Linked DNA regions of Mus musculus: regions 2, 3, 4 and 5 are each linked to region 1. A link is a contact called in public HiChIP or PLAC-seq and promoter capture Hi-C data. All regions are on one chromosome and are shown on one strand. Each heading gives the region's core, a stretch centred on a gene start, on an enhancer-like site or on the middle of the called end of the contact. The rest is flanking DNA. Distances are from core to core; before and after follow the strand shown. Region 1 holds the start of Commd7 (COMM domain containing 7). Region 2 holds the start of Cbfa2t2 (CBFA2/RUNX1 translocation partner 2). Region 3 overlaps Cdk5rap1 (CDK5 regulatory subunit associated protein 1). Region 4 holds the start of Xkr7 (X-linked Kx blood group related 7). Region 5 holds the start of Hck (hemopoietic cell kinase).

Region 1 (3,647 bases), core at 668-3,167:
TATTTATTTATTTATTTAATTATTTATTTATTAAAGAGCTGAGCCTGTTGGCACAGGTATATAAATTCAGGTCCTCAGGAGGTTGAGGAAGGAGGATTCTAAATTCAAGGCCAGACTGAGCAAATTATTGAAAATGGGACTCAAACAAGGCCAGGCATAATGAATGGTACACGCCTAGAATCCTAGCCTTGGAAGGCAGAGAGGAGGATGGTTTTTAGTTCCATACCAGTCAGGGTTACAAGACCTTATCTAAAAATAAAAGAGAAAACCACAACAGCAAGCCACCACACAGAACCTAGTGGGGATTAATAGATATCTCACCACAGTGTCACACACCTGGAATCGCAGCACTTGGGGAAGCTGAGGCAGGGAGAACTTAAATCTGAAGACAGCCAGGGGACAGAGAGACTGTCTCAAAGCCAAAAAAGAAAAATCTTGGGGCTCGTAAAATGGCTCAGCTGACAAAGATGCTTGCTTCAATCCCTGGAACCTACACAAAGAAGTGTCAAAGCTCACTTCCTTAGGTTGTTCTCTGACCTCCCCCACAACATATAAAATGTAATACTTTGAAATAACCTTTAAAAAAAAATCAGTAGAATCTCTCTTTCTCCTCCTCTAACCCCTCCAAATAGGAGTCTTCCAGAAATCAGTGGCAACAGCAAAATCTAGCCATTTCCCTGGCCTTTGAAGTTAGACATTTGGTTGTGAATTCCTGGTTCCAGTTTTGCAATTTTTCTGCTTCCACCTTTCTTTCAAGAGGTGGCAATGACAGGTATGGACTACTAATAAATTCTATTTTTGTTATTTACTTATTTTGATATAGGGTCTCACTATGCAGCTCTGGACAGTCTAAAACTCATGAATTAAGAGACCGACCTGCCTTGGCTTTCCAAATGCTGAAGTTAAGGTGAATACTACTCTGTGTTTGTTTGTTTGTTTGTTTTTAATTCTTCAAACTGGCCTGTGTGTGTCTGGGGTTGAGGGCCCCACTTCCTGGGAAGCTAAGACCCCGTCAGGGAAACATCTTGAGGGACGAAGGGTTATTTATCTATTTTAAATGTTTTTTTGACAGGAGGTCTCATGATGTTCAGACGAGGCTTGAACAAGATACTTAATCAAGCCGGGCGGTGGTGGCACACACCTTTAATCCCAGCACTTGGGAGACAGAGGCAGGCGGATTTCTGAGTTCGAGGCCAGCCTGGTCTACAGAGTGAGTTCCAGCACAGCAAGGGCAAATCCTGACTCGGAAAAAAAAAAAAAAAAAAACCAAACCAACCAACCAACCAAAAAAGATACTTAGTGAAAGCTGGATCCTAAGTCCCACCTCCTAAGTGCCGGCATTGACAAGGACCACTGTCACCCGTTTATTCCGTGCAGACGCCCCTCACTTGGCCAATTCCTGCAATGTGAATAGGAGGTGGCATTCGGAGCTCTGCAACAGGGACCAGGCCTTCAAAACAGGCATGGTTCCTTTCCTGGATTGGAAAGGGGTGTGGTCACCGGTCCTGTCTGAGCCTCTTCCGGCTCAGGCCCAGGGCCCCACTTAGGCCGGACCACACTGACACCCACAACCCGTTTGCAGTCGATTTGCCCTCCCTAATCTATTCAAACCGGGGGCCGCTTGGAATCCCCTCATTCCCTCCTCTAGGAGCCTACAAATCTAAGTCCCCACCTCCGGAGTGCGTCCGCCCATTCCTGAGCCCGCCCGCCCCCGTCCAGGCGAGCCCCACCTGAGCGCCCAGCTGGTTCAGCTGCTGCATGTCTCCGCGCACGGCCTCGGGCACCGGGTCCTGCGTGCAGTGCAGGCGGCCCATGGTGCCAGGAACCCCGCAACCGGGCAGCGACGCTCGCTTCCTCCACCCGGGTCTCGCTGCGCTTCCGCAGCCGCACTTTCGCCACACTCCCAGCCGCGGTTCTCGTGACAGCGCACGCGCGACCGCCGGGTTCCAGGAACCGCTCTGAGCAACCCAGTAAGATTCCAAGTCTCTGCCTGGGAGACCCTGAATATAAAGCACTTGTCCCATCTGAGCCTCAGTTTCACAGAATTGTATTATCTAGGGTGGCTGCTGCGGTTTTCAGCCTCCCCAAACTTTTGAGCTCAGAGCCTGGAGCACAGGTCTTCCACAGTTGCTGGTTGCTGTCCACCCCATTGCTGTTAAACATAGGGTACATCTACCTATCGAATATATCAACCATTTTTCTTTTTCTATCTCCTCTATACATTTGGTGTGGAGGATTGGTTCTGGATCTTCACACAGACTTGGCAAGGACTATGCCACTGAGCTACATCAAAAGCTCCCAGAAAATACTAAATGCCCACCAGAGGCCAAGCACTGATAACAGGGAAGGGCATAAACCAGACTATGGTGTCCCTCTGAGAGTCTACACCAGAGTGAAGAAGCAGATCTGAGACTTGGACAGGCATTAGTGTCATCTGGACAATTTCATGAAACCGCCAATGGCTGGGTCCCACCCCCAATCTCTGAGTTCTGAGCAGAAAGGCTTGGGGAACAGCTGGATAATGTACATTTCCCATTAATTCCCAGGAACCACACTTGGAGAGCCTTTGGAATAGAGGAATTTGATCCAGCTAAGGAATGTTGAGAGCCTTGGGCGAGGTGGTGGTCAGAAGGGTTGAGATAGTGAGACCCAAGGCAATCATGACGGAGCTGGGGTCAATCTCAGAGCACGTACCCAGCCCGTTCACCTTCAGAACTCAATCCCTGGCAAGGTGGAAAGACCCAAGCCTGAGTTCTCTGCAGCCACTGGGTGAGTGCTGAGTTCACCCTCATTAGACCTGAGAAAATAGGGGTATATACTCCCTGGGTGCTACGCAAGGGCTGTGCCTGGCATTGCTAGCCTGAGTACCCTGGAAACCTGGGGTTAGAATTGGCTGTCCTTCTGGCACTTCTCTGAAAAGTTTCCCTTTGGAAAACATTGATAAAAAGCTTTCACCCTGAGACTAAGCATATCTAAGAATGTGCAGCTCACAGGACGCAGGTGACCAAGGACAGTTATGACTTGTTCCAACACAAAACTTTAATTACTTAAAACATGAAAGGTGGTCGTATACACCTTTAATCCTAGCATTCAAGAGGCAGAGATAGGGGTGGATCTCTGTAAGTTTGAGGCCAGCCTGGTCTACACCATGGGTTCCAGGCCATCCAGACCTACATAGAAACTCAATCTCAAAGAAAAACAAAAAAATTATAAGCTTTCCTTTTGTAGTTTTCTTTTGTAATTTAATTGCTCAATTCTCAAGCCTCAGGTGTGAACTTTGTAAATGACAATGTCCTGTGGCAGTGGCAAGAGGGTGGACATCCCTGCAAATTAGTTCTTCTTTCTTTCTCTTCCACCCTTTGCTAGACCTTGCCCCTAAGGTCTAGCCATGTAGCTGCCCCAAACTATGTAGACCAGGAACCGAGCTAGCTTGAGTTTGCAGTGTATGCTCCTGTCTACTTCCTAAATGCTGGGATTGCAGGCCTGCCTGGGCTACTATGCTTGCTCTTCTTTCCTTTAGACTCCAAGGACTCACCATATAGTCGAGGCTGGCCTCAGATCTTTCCTTGTTGCTTTTGTTTGTTTTGAGACAGGGTTTCTCTGTGTACCCCTGGCTGTCCTGAAACTTGCTTTGTAGACCAGGCTGA
Region 2 (3,647 bases), core at 615-3,114, 800 kb after region 1:
TTTTGTTTTCTTCTTTTTTCTTTTTTTTTTTTTTTCTGAGACAGGGTTTCTCTGTGTACCCCTGGCTGTCCTGGAACTCACTTTGTAGACCAGGCTGGCCTCGAACTCAGAAATCCACCTGCCTCTGCCTCCCAAGTGGAATTAAAGGTGTGTGCCACCACCGCCCTGCGTGTAGCTGAATTTTTGATCTCTTCCCAAGTGCCACTTTACGGGATTACAGGTGTGTGCCATTTCACCTGGCAATGCCACCGCGGCTCACCCAGTTTGGCCTCTAAATCATCATATAGGGCAACCTTGAACTGATGTCCTGCGTTTACCAACAATGCTGGAAGTACAGGTGTGACCCACCATGCCTGACCTTGTTGTATTGAGACAGTCTCACTATGTGGCCCTGGCTGGCTTTGGGTTGGCAGTTATTTTGCTAGTTTCCCTAGGGTGGGATTACAGGTCTGTGCCACTATGCCAGGCTGGCTTCATTTTAGTTATAGTTCCTGATTTTGAATCTTTGAGAGACAGAATGGCAGAGAACTCATGCTAGGATCAGAGTACTTTCTTGGGTTGCTCGGAGGATTTATGTTTTGAGTTTGCTAACAGAAATAGGTGGACAACCCAGTGGGAGAGACTCTAGCGAATGTGTAGAAAAGGGGAGAAACTGTATTTGGTACTGAGATGGTTAATTGCAGAGTGTATAAAAGCAGCTGTTGAAGACAGGCTAGTGACTCTTGCTTACAATCCCAGCACTTGGGAGGCCACGGGAGGAGGATGTGTGAGAGTTCCAGGCTTTTGTGGCTACACTGTGTGTTCCAGCCCAGCTAGACATACAAAATAGGCCCTTTTCAGAAACAACTTTTTGTGAGGCCTGCTGGTGTTATAGACACAGCTTTGGGAGATAGACTTAGAAGTATAGCTTAAGGTTCAAGGCTAACCTGGTGTAGGTCAGTGAGTTCAGAATAGCCAAATGTACATTATGACATTGTTTCAACAAACCAAAATAAACCTGCACTTAACCAGGCCTGGTAGTTCAGGCCTTTAGTCCCAAGCACTTGGGAGGTAGAGTTAGGTAGATAGATTATCTGTGAGTTCCAGGACAGCTAGAGCTACAAGTGAGACTGTGTCAAAAAACCACCACCAACAACAAAAAAACCCCTGCACATACACGTGCCCCTCCTCACAAACACAGACAAACCCCACAAAGCCCCTTGATCTGATACAGAAATCAGTAATGACAGCTAGTTGTTTTAAACATTTAGATTCCTATAGCCGCAAAAGATGTAGAAATCTGCGAGATAGCTAATTTGGCAAAGATGCTTGCTGTCAAACAAACTTGATGCCCGAAATTTGACCTGCTGGATCCACAGGGTGAAAGGAGAGCCTGCTCCCGACTTGTTCTCTGACATTCACATACATGCGTTGGACTCCCTCAAACATATACACGCACACATATGCAATAAGTCAATGTAAAAACAAATAAGTAAAAGGAGGAAAGAACAATTTTAACACCCAATACAACCGTCAAAGCGTTACAAGGCCTGCACCTGAAACGTCCCTCCCCGAAGCCCCGCCCCGGGACTCCGCCCCCGTTCCTAGGTTGCCGCCCAGGCCACATCCGGAAGTCTGGAGCTCGGAGAAGGGCGGCTCCCTGCGGCCACGCATAGCGCGCGGGAGGCGGGTCGAAGTGCAGGCCGCTCCAGGATAGGACGCAGCCTGGCGCGGAAGGGGCGGGCCAGGTCAGGAGGCGGTGCTTCGCGTGAGCGCCCTCGGGCCCGTCTTCCGCGTGCGTTGGTCTGCGCGCGGGAGCGCGCGGCGGGGGCGTGCCGGGGCTGTCTGGGGGCGGGGCGGCGCGCGGCCTAACGGCGGCGGCGGCAGCGGCGGCGGCGGCGCTGGTGCGGGCGAGTTCGGCGGGTGCAGGTCCCGGCCTGCGCCTGCGGAGGGCTCAGGCAGAGGGTCGAAGCGAGCGGCGCTCGCGACAGACTGCGCTCCGCGATGGTGGGCGTCCCTGGAGCGGCCGCCTTCCAACGTAAGTGGGGCGGGAAGGCGGACGGCTGAGGGGTGTGTGTTGAGGGGCCTGCTGCTCCATAGGCGGGAGGCTTTGCAGAGGCCCCCCGGCGGGAGGCCTGGGCAGGGAAACTGAGGCCGGGATTGGGGCACTGGATCCAAGGTCATGCGGCTCCCCGGCCTTCCGGGGCCCTCGGGGCTATCCCGGCGCTTCCTGTGGGGCTCGCGGCTCCGGGTGCTGAGCAGGACTGTGTGGAGCGGCCTTGGAGCTCAGGCCTGGCGGGCGCCCTATGGACTGTCCGCGAGAGAAGTATTGTTTTGTTTTCGCGGCATCGGGGCTGAAAGTCCGGTCCCGGGAAACACGCCGGAATTGGAGCGACGAGTGGTAGATGTTGGAGGATGCCGGGCTGATATTCCGGAGGGCCCTGTTGAATGTAGGCTCTGGGGTCGGACTGCTTTGGGTTCATGTCCTGGCTCCCTCGCGAGTAGGCTGTGACCTTGGCGCTCCAAAAGTCTCAGTTGCTCGATCTGAAAAATGGGTTGTGAGGAACGTACTCTGAATGCTCTGTAGTAGGGTTTAGTGAATCCAGTAAAATCCCCTGAACACACAGTTGCACATCATACTCAAGTGTGAAAACTCACTATCGTAATCACAGTTTGTTATGTGTGTTCCTCGGAAAAGTCCGAAGTTGGCGTCTGGTTGTGTTTTGTTAGTTTGTTTAATATTGTCTTTGACTAGTCCTACTATGTGACTCAGTTGTGTTTTTATTCTTACCTCCATTTCGCTATCCCATTTACAGACGTTCTTCCTAGAATTGTAAGATCCTTGGAGGAGGGATGGCATCGTTTAATAAGAACAATAAAAATTTAATTGTCATTAAAATAGCAGTAATAGCCAACATTACTTGAGCACCAGGCAATTTGCATTCGATTCATTTAATATTTATTAAATCATCTAAATACAAATTATCACTCTAAGTCCAGAGACTATGGCAACAAACTTGACAGACTAGATTCTGAATTTGAGTTTAAGAGAGGGACTCGTGCTTTGTGGATATTTCTTTGTCTATGCCAGGTGACAGTCTAAAAACAGGTATTTGAGGCACGTTGGAGGCTGAGTTTGAGGTCAGCCTGATCTATACAGGCCAGCCAGGGTTACATTGTGGCACCCTGCCCCAAACAAAACAAAATAACAAAAACAACAACAAAACCCTAAAAATAAAACAAAAAAATGAATAAAAGCTAACATCAGGTGTTGCAGGATGTCCGTTGTGCAAGGATAAAATGAGGCCTCTTGAGAGCTTTTAGCCCCTCCCCTCTTTGCTCTTCAGTTCAGCAGTTATAGCGGAGGATTCATACAGCCTTTTTCTTGGGCTCTCATTCCAAATTGAATGGAAAAAGATACAAACTAGATTTTCCCACCAATGCCTTCTGTAGTTAAGTGTGCTGTTGCTGCTCTCAATGGTCTTCTGAAGGGAGACAAGTAACCCTTAGGTTTGATGGTATCATATATAAGAAAAGTGGAAGAGAGGCGCTCGCCTTTAATCCCAGCACTCTGGAGGCAGAGGCAGGCGGATTTCTGAGTTCCAGGCCAGCCTGGTTTACACAGTGAGCTCCAGGACAGCCAGGGCTATACAGAGAAACCCTGTCTC
Region 3 (3,647 bases), core at 560-3,059, 700 kb after region 1:
GTGGGGAATCATTTTTTAATTGTAAGAGGCTTAAAAGGTAGAAAAGAATGCCATTGTATCCACACTTAGGCTATCTTAGAGTGTTTAAATATGGATGAAACACATTTGTGGGAAACTAAGTCAGAAACTAAGCAACCAACTCTCCTATTTAAAACCTGTCAATAGCTTCTCGAGCTGACGATATCTGTGGGCCATCTTTGAGTTAATCAGACCTGTTTGTAGAAAAATCTTTTAAAGGTTCATATTAGTGCTATAAATTTAGGGTGAAGACTTTTCTGTTGTTTTCTTTATCTTTCTGGCAGACACCAAGTCTCTTTGGTGGCTGGGGTAAAAGGAACAAGAACAACAGACTTGGTAAAGAGAGCTAGTACAGCACTACATGTGACCAAGAGTAGAGACCGGTTCTGATCTAACAACTCTTCAAGATGAACACTGAAATAGAACCAACTGGCCAGAAGTGAGCCAGCACCAAAGCAAACTCCCATGAGCTATCTATCTATCGTGCTAGTCAGCAGAGTGTCCAAAGCAGATCACAGCCAGACACAATTAACAGCTCAGGATGCCCAAATACGCAGTCTGTTTCAGCAGCATATTTTTCAAGGACTATTTCCATTTGGTAGGAGCTTACAGTTTATGAGGATCATTTGCTCAGAATGCATCAAGCTCTAGATGTGATCCCCAGATGTTCCTCCCTGGTGTGATGGGTGGCACATACCTCTAATTCTATCACTCAGAAGTAAGGAAAGGCAAACTCAAGGTCAGCCTGCATTACAAAAAAACCTACCTGGGGGGTGAGTGGGTGAGAGCTCTCTAAACATTTTTCTTCACCAGCACCCCCATCACACATGAACACACACACCACACACACACCACACACACACCATACTCACACTCACACACACACACACACACACAGTACTGGGGATCTAACCCAGGGCCTTGTTTATTCTAGGCAAGCACTATACCAGAGTTATACACAGAGCCTCCTACAATGCTAAAGGAGGTGGGACTTGAACTGAAATCCAGCTCTAAATATCCCATGCTACTATCTCAGTTTGATTTTCTTGCTTTTTGTTTTAACTTCATGAAAATGACTACAATGGTAAGTGGTAAGCCAAGGACCACTGCTCAGATGGCCCACTAATAGGTAAAAACATTTTCAAAAACTCCAAGTGCTTCTACATCTAAATGGGAAAGCTGAAAAGATGCCCATGAGGGAAATCCTCAGGCCAAATCAACCAACCAACCAACCGATGGTGGTTAGCGTGGTTAGCGGCTGAGTAAATAGCAGTACAGAACACTCGTGCTGAGAAGCATCCAACAGAGAGACAGGAAGAACCCCACAAATAAGCCAAGACAAAAATGAAAAAAGTAGACAAGGAAGCCATTAATTTATGAAATTTATTATTGTAACAGTTGTTCTATCGACAACAAAGAAATGTACTCTTCCATTTGGTGCAAAGGTGCTTCAAGACTATTACATGTCTCCAAAGCATGAGAAAAACCTGCCCAAGTCCACTCCTAATCCAGCAGCTCAGGTCGTGCAATACGTCAATGAGTCTTTCATAGTGGTCCTGCAGAGAATGTGTCCTTTCAGGGTCTGAGAGCTGGCAGAGGTGATCTGAAAGAAAACCCATCATAGAAGACAAGGTAACCTGACAGCACCATGGGGACAGGACTTGGATGGAGATGACAGGAAGTGCACAGTGCTTGTGCCGCCTCAAGCCTGAAAGGAAGAGGTGCCAGACAGAACGGAATACACAATCCAGCCAGCCTGGAAGGCCCAACTGCAGTGATCAGTATTCTGACAGGGCACATGGCTGCACACCTGACTGGCTGGAGCCATCAGCTCAGCTTGAGCTGACCTCTGGCTCGCCCAGCGTTAAGGAGAGGGCCCAGCCTTCCACAGGAAGGGAGAACAGAGCCACAGGCTCCTGAGTGGACTGGGCATAGCAGGACACACCTGGGCCTGCTGGGAGCCACAGTAATGCAGCAGTGGACCCAGAGGGGAGCTTTCTTCCCTCCGCAGTTCCCTTCAGTTTGTTGTTACGGAGACCAGAAACCATCTCCCTGACTGCTGGTGCTTTCTACACTCTGTGAACACTTCCTTTTCCAACAGAGAAGGGGCCTCCAGAGCCCTGTGTTGGCCACCAGCTCTGGATGGAGTTTTGTGACATTGTTTTCATTATGCTTTTTTTGGGGGGTGGGGGGTTCGAGACAGGGTTTCTCTGTGTAGCCCTGGCTATCCCGGAACTCACTTTGTAGACCAGGCTGGCCTTGAGCTCAGAAATCCGTCTGCCTCTGCCTCCCGAGTGCTGGGTGGTGCGTGTGCCACCACACCCGGCTATTATGCTTATTTTTATGCTTATTTTTTAAATTACTTTCTATTTATGTCACAAATTCTGGCTTTCCATTTATGGAGGGATCTAGAATGTCCTTTTGAAATAATAAATTTAGGGTCTTTTAAAAAATTTTTTCAGTTACTGGCTGGTACCCAAATGAATGTATTTGTTTGTTAGACATATCTGTGTTTTACATACAGAGTAGGTTTATAATGTAAAATTACAAAGTGAGTTTTATGATTTTTGAAAAGCCAGGAAAGTTAGTATTGTGATTTAAGGCAACAGTCACAATGACTCTGACGCATATGTATGTTCTTCTGAAGTGGCACTTTGTTACTGTGAGTATTTTTCCTTTGGGGTCAGGCAGATCTCTAACACTTTAAATCCCAGCTGTTAAACAAACAAAAAAAAAATGAAATAAATGGATTTTACCAATGAATACACAATTTGTAATGTCCTTGAAACAGTGCCTTGTGAGTATTTGAATAGAGGATATAAATTTTTATATTGCACTTGTCATAAATGTGTTGTTGTGGTTTAAAAAAAAGTTTTGCTCTTACTGAAAATAGACTTTTTCCTCACATAATATCCTGAATACAATTTCCCCTCCTTCTACTCCTCTCAGTTCCTCCCTGCCTTCCCATCTACCTCAATCTACTTCTTTGCTCTCCTTCAATAAATAAATAAATAAATAAGTAAATAAATAAGTAAATAAATAAATAAATGGTTAGCTGGGCAATGGTGGCGCACGCCTTTAATCCCAGCACTGGAGAGGCAGAGGCTGGTGGATTTCTGAGACGGCCTGGTCTACAGAGTGAGTTCCAGGACAGCCATTAATATATAGAGATAGGAACCCTGTCTCAAACAAAGACAAAAACAAAGTCAAACTAAAGTCCAGATCCATCCCCAGCAGCAGCTCTTCATGTTTCTCTGAGGAGACGATGGATCCTTCTCAGCTCCAACTGTCAGCTCCCTTGTGAGCTGCCCTGCACAGAGCCATCCTCCAGCCTCTGGAATGACTTAGGATGCAAACTGACCTAGTTAAAGCCATCCTTAGGATTTTTGTTTGTTTATTTTTCAAGATAGGGTTTCTCTGTGTAGTCCTGTCTGTCCTAGAACTCTCTATAGACCAAGCTGGACTCAAACTCAGAACACCTGCTTCTGTCTCCTGAGCTGCTTCTAAAGATGTGTGCAAACTACTGCCTGGCCAATCCTTATAATATTTTTTATCAAAACTTACTGAAAAAGTTTATTTCACCTCTGAGTGAGAACTGAATAACTAAGACCCCAAAGTTACCATTTATC
Region 4 (3,647 bases), core at 580-3,079, 600 kb before region 1:
TAGTTGTCCTCACTGTTGTGCTAGCAGGAAGGCATGGTGTATCCTTTATTTTGTTGTTCTATGAAGCCAAGAAAAACTGAGTGGTTTACCCAAAGCTGTGGAATCATGCAAAGACTATAGGTGTTCAACACAGATTTCTTTTTTTTTTTTCTGGCATCAGAGCATCAGACTGTACAGCCTGATTTCTGCTACTGCAGTTATCAAACTGTTTATGGGATATATGGAGGCTTCCATTTAGTTAGGACCCAGAGGTGGGATCCTATCTTTGCGGGTCCCATCCGAGCAAGCACCTGTGAAGTCATCGATACAGACCTCTAAGGACTAACAATGGGGTGTCAGGAGCCAGGCCGACTCTCTGACCCCACTTAAGGTTCTATATATATTAGATTGGCTTCTTTAGGAGTGATGAGTCTTTCTGACTGAAACCTCTAGCCTCCTGACAGCCTAAACATGGGCTGCTGGCCTCCAATCCACCTTGGAAAACTCCCTTAGCCCTTAACACCTCCCCTCTGCTTTTAGCTTTAGGCAACAGCTGGTACCCCAACCTCCCAAGCATCACTGAGACCAAAACGGTCCCTGGACACGAAAGGGAAGCCAGGCTGCAGGACAGCAGATGGCTGCTCCACCCAGCCCAGGGCAGCTGTCTCTTCTATCTTCCCTGTCACTCTGAGGCAGGGTGGTCCTTCCACCTCACTTCCTCCCCTCCTCACTCTTCCTCACTCCCTTGAGTTTTCAAAGCCTATTCGAGAGCCACGTTTGAATTTGTTTCTAACACTATGTGATTTTAAGCCACTAAATGTATCTTTTGACTCTATGTTTTCTCATCTATAGAATGGGCAGAACAATATAGACCATATAAATTGTGAGACTAAAATGATTAGCGATTCCTCATTGCTTAGAATAATGACAAAGAAATGGTTCAGTGTCCTAGGATATCCCATCCAAGCCAAGGTGTAGTTGTGTGGGAGTACTCAGGCACATGAGAGACCCCTAGCTCCTCTCATGGACTGTGTTTATAATGTTCCTCTGTTCTCTCCAGTTCCAGGCTGCTGCTTTGTGATCCCTGCTCCACTTTGGCTGCCAAGTCTTCTTGCTAAATCCTGACCTAGCCACCTAACTCCTCAGCTGACATTCTGCAGCAGGTGCCCCCGTTGTCACCTTCTGGCCCTTCAGGGTCCAATCCATCGGAAATCGCCAGTTTTATCGTTCTGCACCCCCACCCCCTCTTCCGGACATCCTAGAAAATGTGGCCTCCAGTGGTGATGGGAGTAGCTGTTTGCACTTGCTCTTTCCTTCCCAAGGGGTTCCCTCCCATCCCTTTCCTCTGCCTTGCCTAATCAGGCTAGTGGCCAGATGAACGCGGTTCCTAAAAGAAAGGTGATCGAGAGACCGAGAGACCGCAACTCAGAGAACCGCAGTTTCTCAGCTTGAAAAAGACAATGAGAAAAGAGATCTCTCAAGATCAAAGGAGGGGATGAAACAATAAGTGAACACGGGGGAACTAGGAAGTGGCGTTGGAAGGAGTGACTGCTAACGGGTTATGGCAGGTGCCCAAGCAGCTGCCCCCACCCCTGTCCTTTTATTCTCAGACCTCGGCCTCCCACCCTCCTGGGACATTGCAAGACCCAAACCACCGGAGGTACCACAGGAGATCAATGGAAAAGGAGAGGATAGGGCGGGGGCAGTCAAAGGGGGAGGCCAGAGGCAGAAAGCATGTGGTTGGGCCCCACGCCTCCGAGGAAGCCATGCGAGGGTGACCTGGGATGCTCTCCCCACCCCGGCCCCCTCCCTTCCCAGGGGGCGGCCCACATCCAGGCCGGAGCCCGGGCGGGGCGGCGCCGGCAAGGATGAATAATTGAGGTAGAGGGGAGGAGGAAGAGGAGCGGCGGAGGAAGAGCGGGAGGCGGGAGCCGCCCGCGCAGGGTCCTCCCCACTCCGCACCCCACCCGCTCCGCCGCCCGGAAGTCGCTCCCCGCCTCCTGCTCCGCCAACATGGCCGCGAAGTCGGATGGAGCGGCGGCCGTGGCCGGCCCGGGGCCCGAGGGGCCGGCGGGAGCAGATCGGGGCGGGGCGGGAGGGCGCGGGGAGGCTGCGGCGGGGATCGCGGGCCCGGGACCGGTGGAGGCGGGGTGCCCGGGGCCACGCTACGAGCTGCGGGACTGCTGCTGGGTGCTGTGCGCGCTGCTCGTGTTCTTCTCCGACGGCGCCACCGACCTGTGGCTGGCGGCCTCCTACTACCTGCAGGGTCAGAGCACCTACTTCGGCCTCACCCTGCTCTTCGTGCTGCTGCCCTCACTGGTCGTGCAGCTGCTCAGCTTCCGCTGGTTCGTCTACGACTACTCGGAGCCCGCGGGGACCCCGGGACCCGCCGTCAGCACCAAGGACAGCGACATAGTCGGAGCCGCCATCAGCACCAAGGACAGTGCTGTCGCCTTCCGGACCAAAGAAGGTAGCGCGGAGCTGGTCCCCCGGCCCGCACCATCCTCGGCCGGCACCTACCGCCGCCGCTGCTGCCGCCTCTGCGTCTGGCTACTGCAGACCCTCGTTCACCTCCTGCAACTCGGCCAGGTCTGGAGGTAGGAAAAGAGCAGGTGAAGGAAGCTTGAGTCTGGGAGTGGGATGCCGCCCCAGATCTGCTCTGGCCTTTCTAGCCCGCCCTGCTCCTGTCCTGACCCTCACCCCGACCCACTCCATTGCCGCTCTCATTTCTTTGCAGTCAGCTCCTCACCTCTGCAAAACTCTGTTGGAACCATAGCTTTGATCTGGCTAATGGGGCAAGATGGGGTCAGAGATTCTGAGTGATGTATGCAGAGAACAAGGGGACACTTGGAACAGGACCACAGCGATCCTTCCAGTCCTGACCCTTCCCCCATGTCCAGGTACCAAGCCTCGACTTAGGAAACCACTCAGAAGTCCTCCCTACCACTCACAGGCACTCAGTTTAGAATTGCAGCCCACCCCAACATCCTGGAAAAGGCAGCTAAATGACTATCCCGCCCAAACTTTCTGGTTTTGTAGAGAAAGGGCCTGGGGTGAACCCAATTCAGCACTGGTTAGCTCCTACTTCCTAAGGAGCTCCACAGTGCCGTCCCATCCCCCAAAAGGGACCAAGGAGATTTGGAATCTTGACTCTGACACTAGATGGCTACTGGCTGACCCTTAGTCTTCAGACCGGATGCTGAGGCTTCATTCAAACTGTTCACTTGCAGGCTTCATCCTTTGCCAGCAAGTAGGGTGCCTGCTGGGCTGAGGTAATTGGAGAGAGGGGGAATTCTAAACCACAGCTCCTCTCAAATCAGGATTACTCTAGTTCCTTGGGCTGTACTCTGCGGTGACAAAATGGGTTTGCTTACTGTGTGATCTTAGGCACACCTCCTCCTCCCTCCAAGTCTGTTCTCTCACCTGTGAAATGAGAGGAATCTCTGCTCTTCTCATCTTGCTGGCTTACTGTTTTGTTTTGTTTTTTTTTTAAACATGTTGGGATGAGCAGGCAAGAGGAGGTCTGTGTGGGGACTCTGGAGACTGGAACATATTTTGGGAATGTCAGGGATTACCGCGATTATAACGGAGGTGTGGAAAGCACAGGGAAAGCCACTCTTCAGATATAGAAGATGGTTATTTACTCTGTTGCATTTGAATGGATTCTG
Region 5 (3,647 bases), core at 397-2,896, 520 kb before region 1:
ATGTGTGTGTATAATACACTGCCTTCTGTCCCAACCGGACAGCTAGCTCTGTGACGCTGCCTTTATTGGCTTCTTTCCCATCTCAATCTCCTTCACTCAGTAGATAACAAGCATTGTTTACTGCTACACAGACTAATTTCACTTCTGTGTCCAAGTCAATTAAACCTGTTCAAGACTCGGTCTATTTTTAGAAATAGGGCATGAATATATTAAAATACATAGCAAACACATTAGTGTTGGGTGACTGGGATTTCTACGTGGGCTGGGGACCAGGCTGTGTAGGAGGCAGCTCTGGTTGTCAGAACTGCTACTGGGCCTAGCGGGTGGAACTCTAGAGCTGCTAACACCGCTCGCGCTCAGAATTCATACTTAAAACATAGTACTGCTAAACGCATGCCTACATGCACGCGTAAGCGAATGAATGAGAGATACTGGTGGTCTGGCCTGGCTAGAGGAGGGAGGACTCCTGTACGTTTCTGCAGGTGTGTGTTGCAGTTTAGAGAGTGTTGGTCCCTGTCGTTTTGAATGATGTCTCAGGCTGAGTGGAATATGCCATGCAAACAGGACCTCAGTGGTCTGCCAGTAAGACTTCCTCTCTTCAACTTGGGAGGTCCTCTGAGCAGTCCCATATTCAGCCCAGAATAAGGCAAAGAACTCCCGCGGGCGCCAGACTTTGCATGGAGTTTGAATAAGCGGTGGGTGGGCGGGTGGAGGGAAAACCGCTGCATGTGGGAGGGACCGAAGTGGAAGGGCGGTGGAGACCCACCAGAATCCTAGAGGGAGAGGTTAGACTTATCAGGGCGTGGTTAGACTTAAAGGGAGCTACATTCCTTCTGCGGCTGGTTTAGGATCTTTGAAAGGAAGGATAGGATCGGTTGATTGCTCCAGTGCAGGATTTAGGACCTATGGGATTAAGGTCTCGTAGGGGGCTGGTGGCTGTAGTACAAACTACGGAGAGAGAGGCCCTGGATTCCATTCTCTAGAACACACAAGCGCGCGCGCGCGCGCTCTCGAGATTAAAACCCTTTCAGAAAATTTGATTACAAATCTAGAGAATTTGTAGGGGTTAGGACTGGGAACAGAATAGAAAGTGAGATTGAAAATCTTTCCCCAGGAGGAGGCAGATGGTTTTGCAGGTAAAGACGCCTGGTGCCAAGCGTGGCTGCTTGAGTTCAGTCCCCGGAACTCGGAAGGTGGAAGGTAAGATCCTAGTCCTCCAAATTGTTCTCTAACCTCTACACCGCTCTGAGGCTCCAGGGTACTTACACACATACACGGAAACAATCAACCAGTCAAACAATAAACGTAAAATATTACAATTCTTTAGGGAATCCAAGGGTATTTGGTCTCTTAGGTAGGGGTCCAAAATCTCTGGGGATAGGGTTTAGAATCCTTTGGACAGGCTCATTACATCATGGGGGGCTTAAACGCACTAGTGGGGGAGGGGGACTGGGAATCTTGGGAGGGCGGGTCAAACCTTGGTGTCTGAGTAAGTCCTTCAAGGACTGGTTAGCGCCCTTGAGGACAGGGTTAGCAAAGAAATGCTGAAATTCTTTGGAGGTGAATTTAGAGCAGGAGACAAGAGAGCCAGAGTGGGAGTTAGGCTCTTAGAGGGCGGAGTCGGGGTATTTGGGGGCGGGGTTTGCATCACCCAGGGTGCGGCTAAGGCGCCCAGATGGCCAGTGAGCGCCACTGGGTTGCGGCTCCCAGCTTGCACTCCCCGCGGCGGCTCTCAGACGGGTGGGAGGGGACCAAAGTCGCCCGTGAAGGGGGCTCTGACCCGTTCCGAGCGCCAACGCAGCCTCTGTAGCCCGCAAGTCTTCGTCGCTTGCTCCGGGCTCTGAAGTCCGGGGCCACCAGGGGCCGCAGCGCTGGGGGGTCGGTCTAGCTGCGAGGATCCGGGCTGCCCACGAAGCGAAGGGCGGGCGCCCAGGTGAGTGCGGGGTGAGAGGGCGGGAATGGGACACACCCCCGTCCCCGAGAACGTGCAGACCTCGGGCTCCAGGGATCTGAGATCCTGGGCGAGCTGTGGGGGTGCCGAGGAAGGAAGAACCCGTCCTAGGAGCAACCGATCCCCGGCGGTGGGATGCGCAGTCTACGAAAGGTGGAGGGTACCCAGGTGGCCAGGTGAGGCGAATTGCCGCCACCCAGGGCGACCCTGGGATAGCCCTAGATAGAGGAAGCTCAGGCAGGGGAATGGCAGTGCTGAGCTGAGGCTTCTCTGTCTAACCAGGTTCCCCTTCTGCACACACACACACACACACACACACACACACCAAGAAGAAGAAGCTGGAGGGGAGGGAAAGGCCCGTTCAGTTCCCATTGATGGTGGGTGGGTGGCAGGTCACGCAGGTAGACAGCAGCCATGGCTAAAGGAACAGCCCGGCCAAGACAAGCCCATGCCTGCCACACCCAGGCCTGGCTATAGGTGTATATCTGAGTCCCCTCTTTTACATCTTCCCCTGCCTTCCCAGCTGAACCCCTAACAGGCGTACATCCAACTCCAGAACCTCTTACACAAAGACCACAATCTACCACCATCTCCTCTGTGTGACACTGGGGCATGTCACTGGCTACTCTCTGGATTCCAGCTTCCAACTCTGTAAAATGGGCTGTTTTACATTCATCTGAAGCTGAGTTGTCCAGAGAAGGGGAGCAGTGCTGCTGGGTACTGGAGAGAGAGCCTGGTTTGTCTGTGCCTCTGTTTGCATAGCTGCAGGATGGAGATGGTAAGAGGACAGGTTGAATGTTCCCTATCCAAACTACACCTGATCAGAGGGGTTTAGGATTTCCGAGTGTGGCAGAATTCTGTATGTCAAGTGCACAGCGAGGCATCCTGGAGTGAAAATTAGGTCTTAAAGAGACATTTGTGTATGTTACACGTGCTTCTGTATGTGTTCACTGGTTGGTGTGTACTCTGGGGTTCCTACACACGTGGAGGCCAGAGGACTCTATGTTGTTCTTCAAGCAAAGGCCACCTTGCTTTTGGAGACAGGGTCTATCATCGGCCTGGGGCTTTTGCTGGGTAGGTGAGGCCGGCTGATTAGTGGGTCCCAAGGGTCCTTCCTCCCAGCTGACTTTTTTCAGGAGTTCTGGGGGTTGTAACTCAGTTCCCCCTGTTTGCAAGGTACTCACTTTACCAACTGGGCTATCTTCCTGGCCCGAGATTTTCACACATTTCATTCTCATCCCTCAGAGATAACTAATGACACATTTTTAATGGCTCCTCCATTTTTACATCAATTGATAGCCTCAGATCAGGTGTGGACTTTCCCACTTGGACCATCCTGTCGGTGCCCAAAATGTCTCCGATTTTAGAGCATTTCGGATTTAGGCTTGTGGAAGTTCCCTTACTTTTGAAGGTGACATTAAACTGAAGGAAAGGGAGCCCAAGAGGTGACTCTGCATCTAAGAGCACTCACTGCTCTTTCCAAGGATGCTAGCTAAGTTCTCACCGATCGCTCACAACAACAGAAACACCTCACAGCTGCCTATAACTCTAGCTCCAGGGAATCTCATACCGTCTTTTGGGCTTGGTCTTGTAGGCACCTGCACACATGTGATCTCTCTCTCTCTCTCTCTCTCTCTCTCTCTCTCACACACACACACACACACACACACACACACACACAATCTGAAAGAGGGGC

Evidence for each region. Promoter capture Hi-C pulls out the DNA fragments that hold promoters and counts their contacts. HiChIP or PLAC-seq counts read pairs in DNA pulled down with a chosen protein or histone mark.
Region 2: a contact with region 1 is called in an H3K4me3 HiChIP or PLAC-seq map of bone marrow-derived macrophages, with 4 times the contacts expected there. The contact joins the promoter of Cbfa2t2 here to the promoter of Commd7 in region 1. A contact is called at or near these places in 1 of 39 promoter capture datasets (cranial neural crest) and 2 of 115 datasets of contacts at active chromatin or transcription factors (bone marrow-derived macrophages and epiblast stem cells).
Region 3: a contact with region 1 is called in a promoter capture Hi-C map of embryonic stem cells, with 2.3 times the contacts expected there. The contact joins the enhancer-like site here to the promoter of Commd7 in region 1. A contact is called at or near these places in 4 of 39 promoter capture datasets (the 3T3-L1 cell line, embryonic stem cells, hippocampal neurons and 1 more), 1 of 115 datasets of contacts at active chromatin or transcription factors (embryonic stem cells) and 1 of 9 other capture datasets (adipose tissue).
Region 4: a promoter capture Hi-C map of hippocampal neurons shows a contact between it and region 1, with 4 times the contacts expected there. The contact joins the promoter of Xkr7 here to the promoter of Commd7 in region 1. A contact is called at or near these places in 4 of 39 promoter capture datasets (hippocampal neurons, liver and pre-B cells), 1 of 115 datasets of contacts at active chromatin or transcription factors (T-cell acute lymphoblastic leukemia) and 1 of 9 other capture datasets (liver).
Region 5: a promoter capture Hi-C map of pre-B cells shows a contact between it and region 1, with 6 times the contacts expected there. The contact joins the promoter of Hck here to the promoter of Commd7 in region 1. A contact is called at or near these places in 4 of 39 promoter capture datasets (the 3T3-L1 cell line, erythroid cells, hematopoietic stem and progenitor cells and 1 more) and 3 of 115 datasets of contacts at active chromatin or transcription factors (embryonic stem cells and memory CD8 T cells).

The regions. Positions count from the first base shown.
Region 1 is chr2:153,630,864-153,634,510 of GRCm38.p6, forward strand. Commd7 (COMM domain containing 7) reads right to left here and starts at 1,918. Exons shown (of 9, transcript NM_133850.2): 1 at 1,731-1,918. The coding sequence starts at 1,814.
Region 2 is chr2:154,434,620-154,438,266 of GRCm38.p6, forward strand. Cbfa2t2 (CBFA2/RUNX1 translocation partner 2) reads left to right here and starts at 1,865. Exons shown (of 11, transcript NM_172860.2): 1 at 1,865-2,017. The coding sequence starts at 1,984.
Region 3 is chr2:154,333,997-154,337,643 of GRCm38.p6, forward strand. It overlaps Cdk5rap1 (CDK5 regulatory subunit associated protein 1), which reads right to left. Exons shown (of 14, transcript NM_025876.2): 14 at 1,390-1,621. The coding sequence ends at 1,535. Among named protein-coding and RNA genes, the nearest start is that of Bpifb9b, 29 kb to the left of the region's middle. Within about 2 kb of position 1,810, at least 17 of the 459 cell types and tissues checked have an H3K27ac peak or open chromatin away from gene starts, as enhancers often do. A contact at or near this core is called in embryonic stem cells, where this site is marked.
Region 4 is chr2:153,030,023-153,033,669 of GRCm38.p6, forward strand. It overlaps Xkr7 (X-linked Kx blood group related 7), which reads left to right and starts at 1,830. Exons shown (of 3, transcript NM_001011732.1): 1 at 1,830-2,576. The coding sequence starts at 1,993.
Region 5 is chr2:153,106,822-153,110,468 of GRCm38.p6, forward strand. It overlaps Hck (hemopoietic cell kinase), which reads left to right and starts at 1,647. Exons shown (of 13, transcript NM_010407.4): 1 at 1,647-1,933. The coding sequence starts at 1,872.